Regions from separate parts of the Mus musculus genome. Here region 1 is linked to region 2. The links are chromatin contacts, called in public HiChIP or PLAC-seq maps. All regions are on one chromosome and are shown on one strand. Each heading gives the region's core, a stretch centred on a gene start, on an enhancer-like site or on the middle of the called end of the contact. The rest is flanking DNA. Distances are from core to core; before and after follow the strand shown. Region 1 overlaps Usp2 (ubiquitin specific peptidase 2). Region 2 overlaps Gm39323 (a long non-coding RNA gene).

Region 1 (4,562 bases), core at 1,009-3,508, 75 kb before region 2:
CTCAGTCTTTGAATTCTAGGATTACAGGTATCTCCTACCATGCCTGGCTTCAACCTTTTAATCTTCAAAAGCAATCTTAGAGGATGTAACTTAGTGGCAGAGTGCTTGCCCATTGCATACAAGGACCTAGGTACACAGACCCGTGCACAGTACCGAAATAAAAAGTCTGAGCTTAAAAACAAAGCAAATCTGATTCTCCCCGAATCATTACTCCTATAGAAGTAGGCACTAAGGTCAAGTTCACAAAGGCTTTGCCTGAGGCAGGACCTCCTCTTACTTACGGGAGATGATCAAGGGTCTCAGGGCTGGCCTTAGGCCTTGCTGCCACCCGGTTCACCTCATTGTGGAGACCATCCAGAAGGAAACGAAGGAATTCCTGAGCATCCTGCTGACTGAATGCAAACAAAAGTGAGTGGGAGAGCAGCGCCCACCAGACCTCACTTGTGCTGCCAGCCACCTTGGGGAGGGCACGCATGCCAGGCCCTTACTTATAGCCCATGAAGCGTGGCGCATATCTCTGGATCTGGGTCTTGAACTCAGATGGGCTCACCACATCATTGGGGGACGACGTCCATATGGTCTGGATTAGTTTTGCAAACTCTGTTAGGAGCCATTAGAAAGGGTGAAGAACAGGTGAGATTATTCAAGGTAGAGTTCCTCTGTGTAGCAATGGCTGTAACTAACTCCATAGACCAGGCTGGCCTGGAATCCAGAGATCTGCCTGCCTCCACCTCCTGAGCCAGCCCTCGGATTAAAAGTGTGCATCACAACTACCCTGCTGAGATATTTTCTTTTTTAAAAAGTTATTTTATTTTAATATGTGTGTGTATATGTATGTACGTGTGTGTATGTATGTGTATATATGTGTGTGTATGTGTGTGTGTATATGTGTGTGTGTGTGTGTGTGTGTGTGTGCATGCTTATGAGTGCCCAAGGAGGTCATAGGAGGGAAACCAAGCTCTGGTCCTCTGTAAGCAAGTGAGCACTTTTGTGGTGCACACCCGTGGTCCCACCTTAAGGTTGGAAGATCAGGAATTCAAGGCCAGCCTAGGCTACATGAGACTGTCTCAAAAACAACAAAAAACAAAACAAAACAAAGCAAAACAAAAAACTAAAACCAAGACAACCCGCCAAGCCAAGCACCTCACAGATCAACAACCAATGAACAAATAAGATGGAGCACTGAAACTGGAGTCAGACATGAGGCTGTATACTCTGATCCCAACACCTGGGAGGCCGAAGCAAGAGAATCACTCGCATGGCTCCAACCAGGGTTACACAGGAAGGCTGTGTTTCAACAACAGATTCTGAAACTTGAGCCCCAACCAAGAACAGGCAAAGAAAGAAAACTAGAGGAGTGGGGGTGCATCTACAACACAACACCAGTCCAGCCTGGTGGAACGGAAGAGCTGAGAAGGGGAGCGGGGCCACGCCCACACGGGCTCCTCACCTTCCATGAGGGCCGTGTGAGCGCTGCTGGTGTGGCCGAGGTCCCGCATGTACAGCCTCTGGAGGCAGTAATCTCTCAGCTCTCGGGTGTTGCTCAGGCACTGAAGAATTGAGTTCATGAAGCACTAGGAGAGATCATCTAGCAATTAGTGGGCGTGCACAGCTCTGGGGTTTTCATAAGCATGTATTCCCGGCTCATGGCACTACTGCGATGTGGTAGCAACCTCAAGAGATGGGGCCCAGTGGGAGGCTTTCAGGTATTGGGGGCTTGCCCGGCAGAGGCCTGTAGGACTCCACTCTCTTCCCCCACTGCCCCCTCCCCCCCCACTTTGTATCCTGGCCATGAAGTGAATGGTTTTGCTTTGCTGTACCTGTGCCTTCTGCCTTGTCACAAGCCCAAAGCAACAGAGCCAGTAAGCAAGCCCAACACACCATCTTTATTAGGTTGATTTCTCTCATGTATCTATCGTGGGGGAAAGCTAACTAACAACACTGTGATGTGATGGGGTAGTGCCCCTTACCCAGCACTTCTGTTACCTAAAGGTTCTCTCTCTCTCTTCTACCCAAAATGAACTCTCTCACAGCTCCAGGCTCCTCCTTCCTGAGTGAAGGCAGGGCCGAGTGAGGCAAGTATGGGGGAAGGCCCTGTAATTGGCTCCTTCCTACTGAGGTGTACAAAGGGGTGTGGGCACACTGGTCAGCAGTGGGTGGGAAGTGACAGGAATCAGGAGGAAGATCCAGGAGAGCAGCAGGCTCGAAGTGACAAGGGCAACTTCCTTTTAGCAGTGCTTCCTGCTGGGGGCGGGTGAGACAGAGCCCCACAATTCACTGAAACCCCAGCCAGGAAGGGCAGGTGCTGATTGCCCTATAGGATAGGAAGCTAGCTGGAGCCAGGAGGGGACTCTGTAAAACTATCCCATTCAAGAGAGGAGGGAAGGGCTTCAGGGAAGAGGTGAGTTGGGAGGAACTTACCGTGTTCCCAAGGTTTCGAAGACCAGCCAGACCCTGGGCACTCTTTGAATTCTGTAAGTGAAGAACAGGTCACATGAGGGCGAGGGACAGCCCGGCGTCTGTACTAGTTCTCGCCCAACACTTCCTTCCCTTCCCCAGCAGACTTCTCTTTTCAGCCTCTGTCTGGGTCTTGGAGAGCAGGGAGGAATGCCTATTTTCATCACGCAGACTGCTCTCCGGGACTTTGCTCTTTTATGTACTTCCCTATCATTTTGCTCTTTTGAGACAGGGTCTCACTAGGTAGCCTAGTGAACGGATGGTGACCCTCCTGCCTCTGCCTCCCGAGTGTTGGGATTACAGGTATAAGCTACTACTACACCAGCTTTTCTATCTTTATTTTCTGCTACAGTGGAGACTAGAGGCTAGGGATTCATAATTTCAGGAATTTACTCAATTCCTCGTTAAATGAAATTGAAAGTTCAGCTCAGGCATGGTAATGAAAGCCTGCAATCCCAGCACCTGGAAACAGAGGCAGGAGAATTAGGAATTTGATCAAGGCCAGCCTCAGCTACATACATAGTGAACCCAAAGGCTAGCCTGAGCTATATGAAACAACAAAAACAGGGTTCATAGCTCAAATCCAGGCACTATTTCAAATGACCTATATTTATATTACATGTTCAATATATAAAGGGACCATCATAATTGGCATGTTAAGAAATTGAAATGACAAACCACTCTAATTGAGTTTCGATCTTCAGCTGGGGAAAACTCAAGCTGCCTGCCTGTCTGAATTGCCAGAGACAGGTGGAATTCCTTCCAGCTGAACTCAGCTTCTAAAGGGCTGAGCCAAGGCGGGAGGATCCTCCCAGCCCGGCTCGTCTCGGGTTTCAACATCCCTACTGGCCACTGCCCCAAGCTGAGGAAGCACCTGGCTGAAGGTGCCGCTCATGTCTCTACTGTGGAGGCTGGTGAGGGGGTTGGAGAGAGAACAGGTGTGAGATTGCAGGCTCTCGGTGTTATTTGTCAAGGTCTCTTAGCTAATCCTGGGCACACCTCCTAGGGATCAGAAACCCTTCAGGCTCAAAGGGTTAAAGCGGTTGAGTTTGGGGATGAGTCTGCCACCCCCTCTTGGAAAGGGGGCCTCGGAGCAGGCAACTCTGGTGCAACACTGGCTGGGGCATGCGTGGGGCCGGCTCAACCCTGATCAGAACAGGAGCCTGAAATAACTCAGCTAAAATTACTCATGCCATGTGCTGACAGCCTATGGGGCTGTCAGCGGCTCAAAGCCCAGGAGACTGTCAGCTTGAAGGGAGGTGGGGAGAAGCAGGCCGAGGGCTTTCTCAAGAAGTGCCAGGCCCCTCCCACGGGGAAGAGGATCCCTCCCCTCTGTCAGTTGTCAGGTCGGACTCTAGCAGGTAGAGAAAACACACCCAGAAGAGACATGCTTTAAACCTTCAGCTGGGGGGCAAGCCTGCAGCAGCCTGTAGGGTGTACCCTTCTCACTGCCCTGGCCTGCACCTTATGTGGCCCTCAAATGAACTGTGAGCCCCACCACTGGGTGTTGAAGTTCAGCAGAAGGTGGCTTGACTTAGCATTTGTTAAGGTCTTGGGTTTGACCCCTGGCAATGGCAAAATGAATGCTGTCTTACTGACACTCGTGGTGGGCCCTCTAAGTGGCCTACCACAGAGACAGCTATCATAGAGACAGTCCTTGGGGACAAAGCTCTTATCAGGGCTTTGAATGAAACGGTAAAAAAACAAAACAAAACAACAACAAAAAAACAAAACAAAAAGTCTTTCTTTTCCCCAGAGCCCAGCAAGAAAGCACCCCAGCGATCTTCATGTTGCCCACTTAGAGGCTCCCACCGCAGTGTGCCCACACACGATGCCCACTCACACCTGGTTTCGGGAGCTCTTTTACTAACTAATCCTTACCCCCTGTGCCCGAGACGACATCGGTCTAAACAGGCTGCAGAGACAGAAAGCATCCTCCCACGGGGGAGCATGTCCGCGTCCACCAGGGCAGGCTCTCAGCTCAGGTACTTATCCCAGCACTAGTGAGGGTGGGGGAAAGGGGCGGGGTCACCAGTGCACAGAGGCACACCTGCCTCCCATGTGACTGGGCAGCTGGAAGGTAGGAAGTGCACCCAGCCTCCATG
Region 2 (4,225 bases), core at 1,426-3,925:
AGTGGCTCCTCTGAATTGGGTACAGCTGTTCCTGGCTGTCATATGGTCAGAAGCATTGTCCAATCCCAGGGAGGTGGGGAGAGAATCCTGGCACCCATCCTAGGCCATAGCTAGCAAGAGTGTTCTTGTTGAAATGCAAATCTGAGCTGTCCGGTGCCCAGCTGAACAGCCCTAGTTAGCTGCCCAGTTCCTACAGCATCTGTAACACTGGGTCATGATCTGAATTCATGGATTTGTCAGGCACTGTTGTTTCGATCTTTATTTAGCATCTACAATTTGAGATGTGAATAGTTTATGTGGAGATCATTGAAGTTAACAATACATATAAATGGTTGATGGCATCAATCTACGGATTCTATGTGTGTGATTGTTAAATTGAGGGGATCTTGTAAGAGGAGCGCGCGTGTGTGTATGTGTGTGTGTGTTTCTTGGGGGTCAAATCTAGAACTTTGCAAGTACTGGGAAACTGAGTATTTACCATTTAGCTAAATCCTTAGATCTTGTTTTTTATTTTTTTTCAGTCGGGGTCTGCCCTTGAATAGTTCTGATTGCAGATCTAACCAGGGCCTGCGTGCACTAAAGGGAAATGCTTTAACACTGAAGTGTGTCCCAGACTTTGGCCTTGAACTCTTGATTCTCCTGTCTCTTGCTCCCAAGTACCAGCTAAAATGATTTTTAAGGTGAGGGAATGATTTTTCTTCAGTGGAGTAGCCATTGATACCTGGTCATGCTCTAAAAAAATAAGCAAACAAGCCCTTCCTCCATGCTAGTGGGAAAAAAATCCTAATTAAACTCAGTAGCCCCCTCTCTTATACACACACGCGCACACACACACAATCACTTACACATAACATGAAGATAGGAAGACAGCTTGTTAGAGAAAAAAGGGTTTCATCAGAAGAGGGAGGGGGATGAGAGAGGGTGACGGAGGTTGGAATGAGCAAAAGATCAAAATTCACTGTATAGAGAAGTATAAAATTGTAAAGGAATTTAAAAAATATATTCTCATCCAGATAATGGAATATTTTAGAATTAAGAAGAAATGAGTTGTCAAGTCGTGAAAAGAACCTCACATGGGGGTTAACTCAAGAAGCAGGATGGACGAAAAGGCTACGTACTATTGTATTCCAAGTAGAGGACATAATGAAGACAGCAAAAAGATCGGTGGTCCTGGAGTTGACTGGTAAGAGGTGGGGACATTCAGGACTTTTGGGACAGGGAAATTAACTGTCCGTGTATGTAACCCTAAACTGCGATTAATGCTTACAGCAAACCCTAATGGAAACTATGGCCTTTGGGTATTAGTGATGTTCCAATGAAGGGTCACTAGGTACAAGAAATGGGTGTCTTTTAAAATTAAAGTAGCTTACATTGGTTTTTCTCTGTGTCTGTGTATATACGGGGTGTGCCTAAGGAGGTCAGTGGATAGCTTGAAGGAGTGGAGCTGATGCTTGATGCGCAGACAGATTTTTTCATACGGATTCTGCGGATTGAACTAGGGTCCTCAGGCTTGGTGGCAAGGACTCTTATCCACTAAGCCCTCTCACTTGCCTCAGAATGTGGGTCTGGATTGGGAATGCTAGTGAAGGAGGGGTTTTGGTAGCACGGATAGGGATCTTATGGGAGCTGCTTTCTGCTCAGCTTTGCCACGAATCTAAAGCCATTCTACCAAATGAAGTCTACATTTTTCTTATTTTGCTTTGTAATTTTATTAAAATTTGAAGGAAAAGCAAGACAGTCAAGCCGGAGACCTGGCAGGTGCTGGGGGTGAGGGGAGATGGAGAAGATGTCTCTTCAGCTAGATAGTAGAGGTCAGAAAGACCGAAAGCCCAGAGTGCCCGAGCAAGCATGCTTAGGAGTGCCAGCCAAGGATCTGCAGGGAAAGGCTACCCAGTTCCAGACTCTTGTAGCCCAATGATGCTTGATACACAGACAGATTACTTAAGAAAGACAAGGGTTGCTGGGCGGTGGTGGTGCACGCCTTTAATTCCAGCAACTTGGGAGGCAGAGGCAGGCGGATTTCTGAGTTCGAGGCCAGCCTGGTCTACAAAGTGAGTTCCAGGACAGCCAGGGGTACACAGAGAAACTCTGTCTGGGAAAACAAACAAACAAACAACAACAACAACAAAAAGACAAGGGAAAAAACTGAGGGGCAGAGTAGTTAGTGAGCTGAGGAAAGAGTTCCTATGAGCCTTCACGAAACATTACGTGACACCAACCTTGCTCACCGGTTTGTGTAAATTAAGTTTATTTTAAAATAAGGATTTTTACTTTCAGATAACATCAGGAAACCTCTGGGTGGGACCTTGGAGCACACTGGCCATTTTGCCACATTCCTCCTTAATCACGACCCGGATGTTCCCATCTGCCTCTCCCTGTGAAGACGTTGGTAGGCTCGGTACAGTCCATGATGGATGCTCCTGGCGTTTGGAAAGCTTTGCCTCCAAAGCTTTTTCATCTGTGTTCCTCAAGGCGGTGGCCTCTTGGGTAGAGAGAAGTGGGCTAAAGAGTCTATTCTCATTCATTATCTATGACATATGGCTTTCTCACAAGTGCACCGTTCTTACATTTAAAGGGCAATGGCCGGAAAACAGGGGGAGGGGCGTGGATGAGGTAAGAGTGAGTTCCTTAACCACTGAAGTCCAGGCAGACTCTGGGGTTTCACACAGCACCTCACCTAACCCTTCAGCAGCCCTTCCTCACACCCCCACTTCACAGATGAGGAAACACAGCCTCCCAAAGTCTAAAAAGGTTCACCAAGTCCCTGCCTCTAAGTCCACTGCAGACGGTCAGGTTGATTTGTGCAGCAGGAACATTACTAAGTCTATGCTGAGTTGGTCGCCCAGAGGTGAACCCTTTTTGAGAGGCTTTGCTTTTTGGCTCTTAAGCATGTTAGGGTTTGAGCTCAGTGGGGGACTCAAGCACCTTGTATGACTTCATTTCTTCCCCTTGGGGCTGCTTTCTTTCAGCTTGGGCCTGGGTCTCCTCACTCAGCACCCGCCTCTCCCTCAGAGAGCTGGGCTAGCAGGTATAGGTTTGAGTTCTCCAGGCTTAGGGCAGTGTGGTCTCTCCGTCCCCTTGGCTGAAAGGACATGCTTTTGTTTGTTTGTTTGTTTGTTCTCTCTAGATATAGTCCAGCCTTCCTCCTCTCTCTTGGCCTTGCTGAAGTCTGATGAGGTCTGTCGCTTTCCCAGCCTCAGTGTCTCTATCTGTGAGCCGGGCCTCAGGGCTCTATTAGGAGGCTACACTCCGTGCCCTCCCACATCCTGGCCCTGCAGAAAATAAGCCACCTGCCGAGGATATTTTCAGATACAGCTTAATTGAATAAATCATGACAGGAAAGAGACCGCCTGGTGACAGTTCCCCTGGCTTCTTGGAAGGCCTGGAGCTGGTTTCTGAGAGAGCAGAGGATGTTGCAAGCTCTGTGCTGGGCCCCTCCCTCTCTGCCCGGCCAAACTGAGCTCCAGACCCAGGCTTCTCTCTCTCCCCAGAAAAAGCCCTGCTGCAGGAGACTGTCCCCATTTCCTTCTACCTCTGAGCAGCGCTGGGCTTCTTTTGCATCTATGTATGTTGATCAGGTGCCAGTTTTTAAAGAACACCAGTTGGGTTCCTGCCTGGAATAGGGTGGGTTAGAGGCCCCGGGGAGATGAGCAGGGCACAGTCAGCTCTTCGCTGTGAGCTGTTCATCGTCTTTAACCGACTTTAAGGCAGGAACACACTTGTGAAGGAAAGTATGTACCTGTGATAAGATCAGTGTCTGCTGCTGGGGACTGGGAACCTCAGGGCCAGCTGGGGAGATGAGAGAGCTTTGCTAAGCTGCTTCTCTGCTCCCATTCCCTTCTTCTTTGTTGGCCTTTCTCAAATAGGCTCTCAGGTACTAGTGTCTATATCAGGAACCAGCGCACAGAAATGTTCTCATTTTAGTTCACAAGCTCACATATGCAAGAGCTAATTCTCTTTGATATCCTTTCTCTCTCTCTCTCTCTCTCTGTCACACATACACACACACACACAAAGCCTCATGTCATATATTCCAGGCCTATTTGGGACTCACCATGCAGCCAAGAATGGCCTTGATTTTCTGACCTTCCCTTTTAAATACTGAGATTACAGGTGTGAGTGTACAGGGGATTCCACTAGCCTGCCCCCAAGGGACCTAGTTATCACTTCTGTCATCATCTGCCACCTGCCAGGTGCCTGCGGTTGGATAAAAGGACCCCACACC

What was found. HiChIP or PLAC-seq counts read pairs in DNA pulled down with a chosen protein or histone mark.
Region 1: a contact with region 2 is called in a BATF HiChIP or PLAC-seq map of CD8 T cells, with 6 read pairs. The contact joins two enhancer-like sites. A contact is called at or near these places in 2 of 39 promoter capture datasets (epiblast stem cells and hippocampal neurons), 1 of 15 datasets of contacts at CTCF or cohesin (CD8 T cells), 7 of 115 datasets of contacts at active chromatin or transcription factors (CD8 T cells, double positive thymocytes, embryonic forebrain and 3 more) and 3 of 9 other capture datasets (adipose tissue, liver and pancreatic islet).

Annotation. Positions count from the first base shown.
Region 1 is chr9:44,087,042-44,091,603 of GRCm38.p6, reverse strand. Usp2 (ubiquitin specific peptidase 2) reads right to left here. Exons shown (of 13, transcript NM_198092.2): 3 at 2,422-2,472; 4 at 1,451-1,574; 5 at 489-600; 6 at 282-392. Among named protein-coding and RNA genes, the nearest start is that of Gm39325, 4.3 kb to the right of the region's middle. Within about 2 kb of position 2,258, at least 73 of the 459 cell types and tissues checked have an H3K27ac peak or open chromatin away from gene starts, as enhancers often do. A contact at or near this core is called in CD8 T cells, where this site is marked.
Region 2 is chr9:44,012,356-44,016,580 of GRCm38.p6, reverse strand. It overlaps Gm39323 (a long non-coding RNA gene), which reads left to right. Exons shown (of 3, transcript XR_870686.2): 2 at 1,031-1,183; 3 at 2,278-4,225. Among named protein-coding and RNA genes, the nearest start is that of Gm39323, 28 kb to the left of the region's middle. Within about 2 kb of position 2,675, at least 59 of the 459 cell types and tissues checked have an H3K27ac peak or open chromatin away from gene starts, as enhancers often do. A contact at or near this core is called in CD8 T cells, where this site is marked.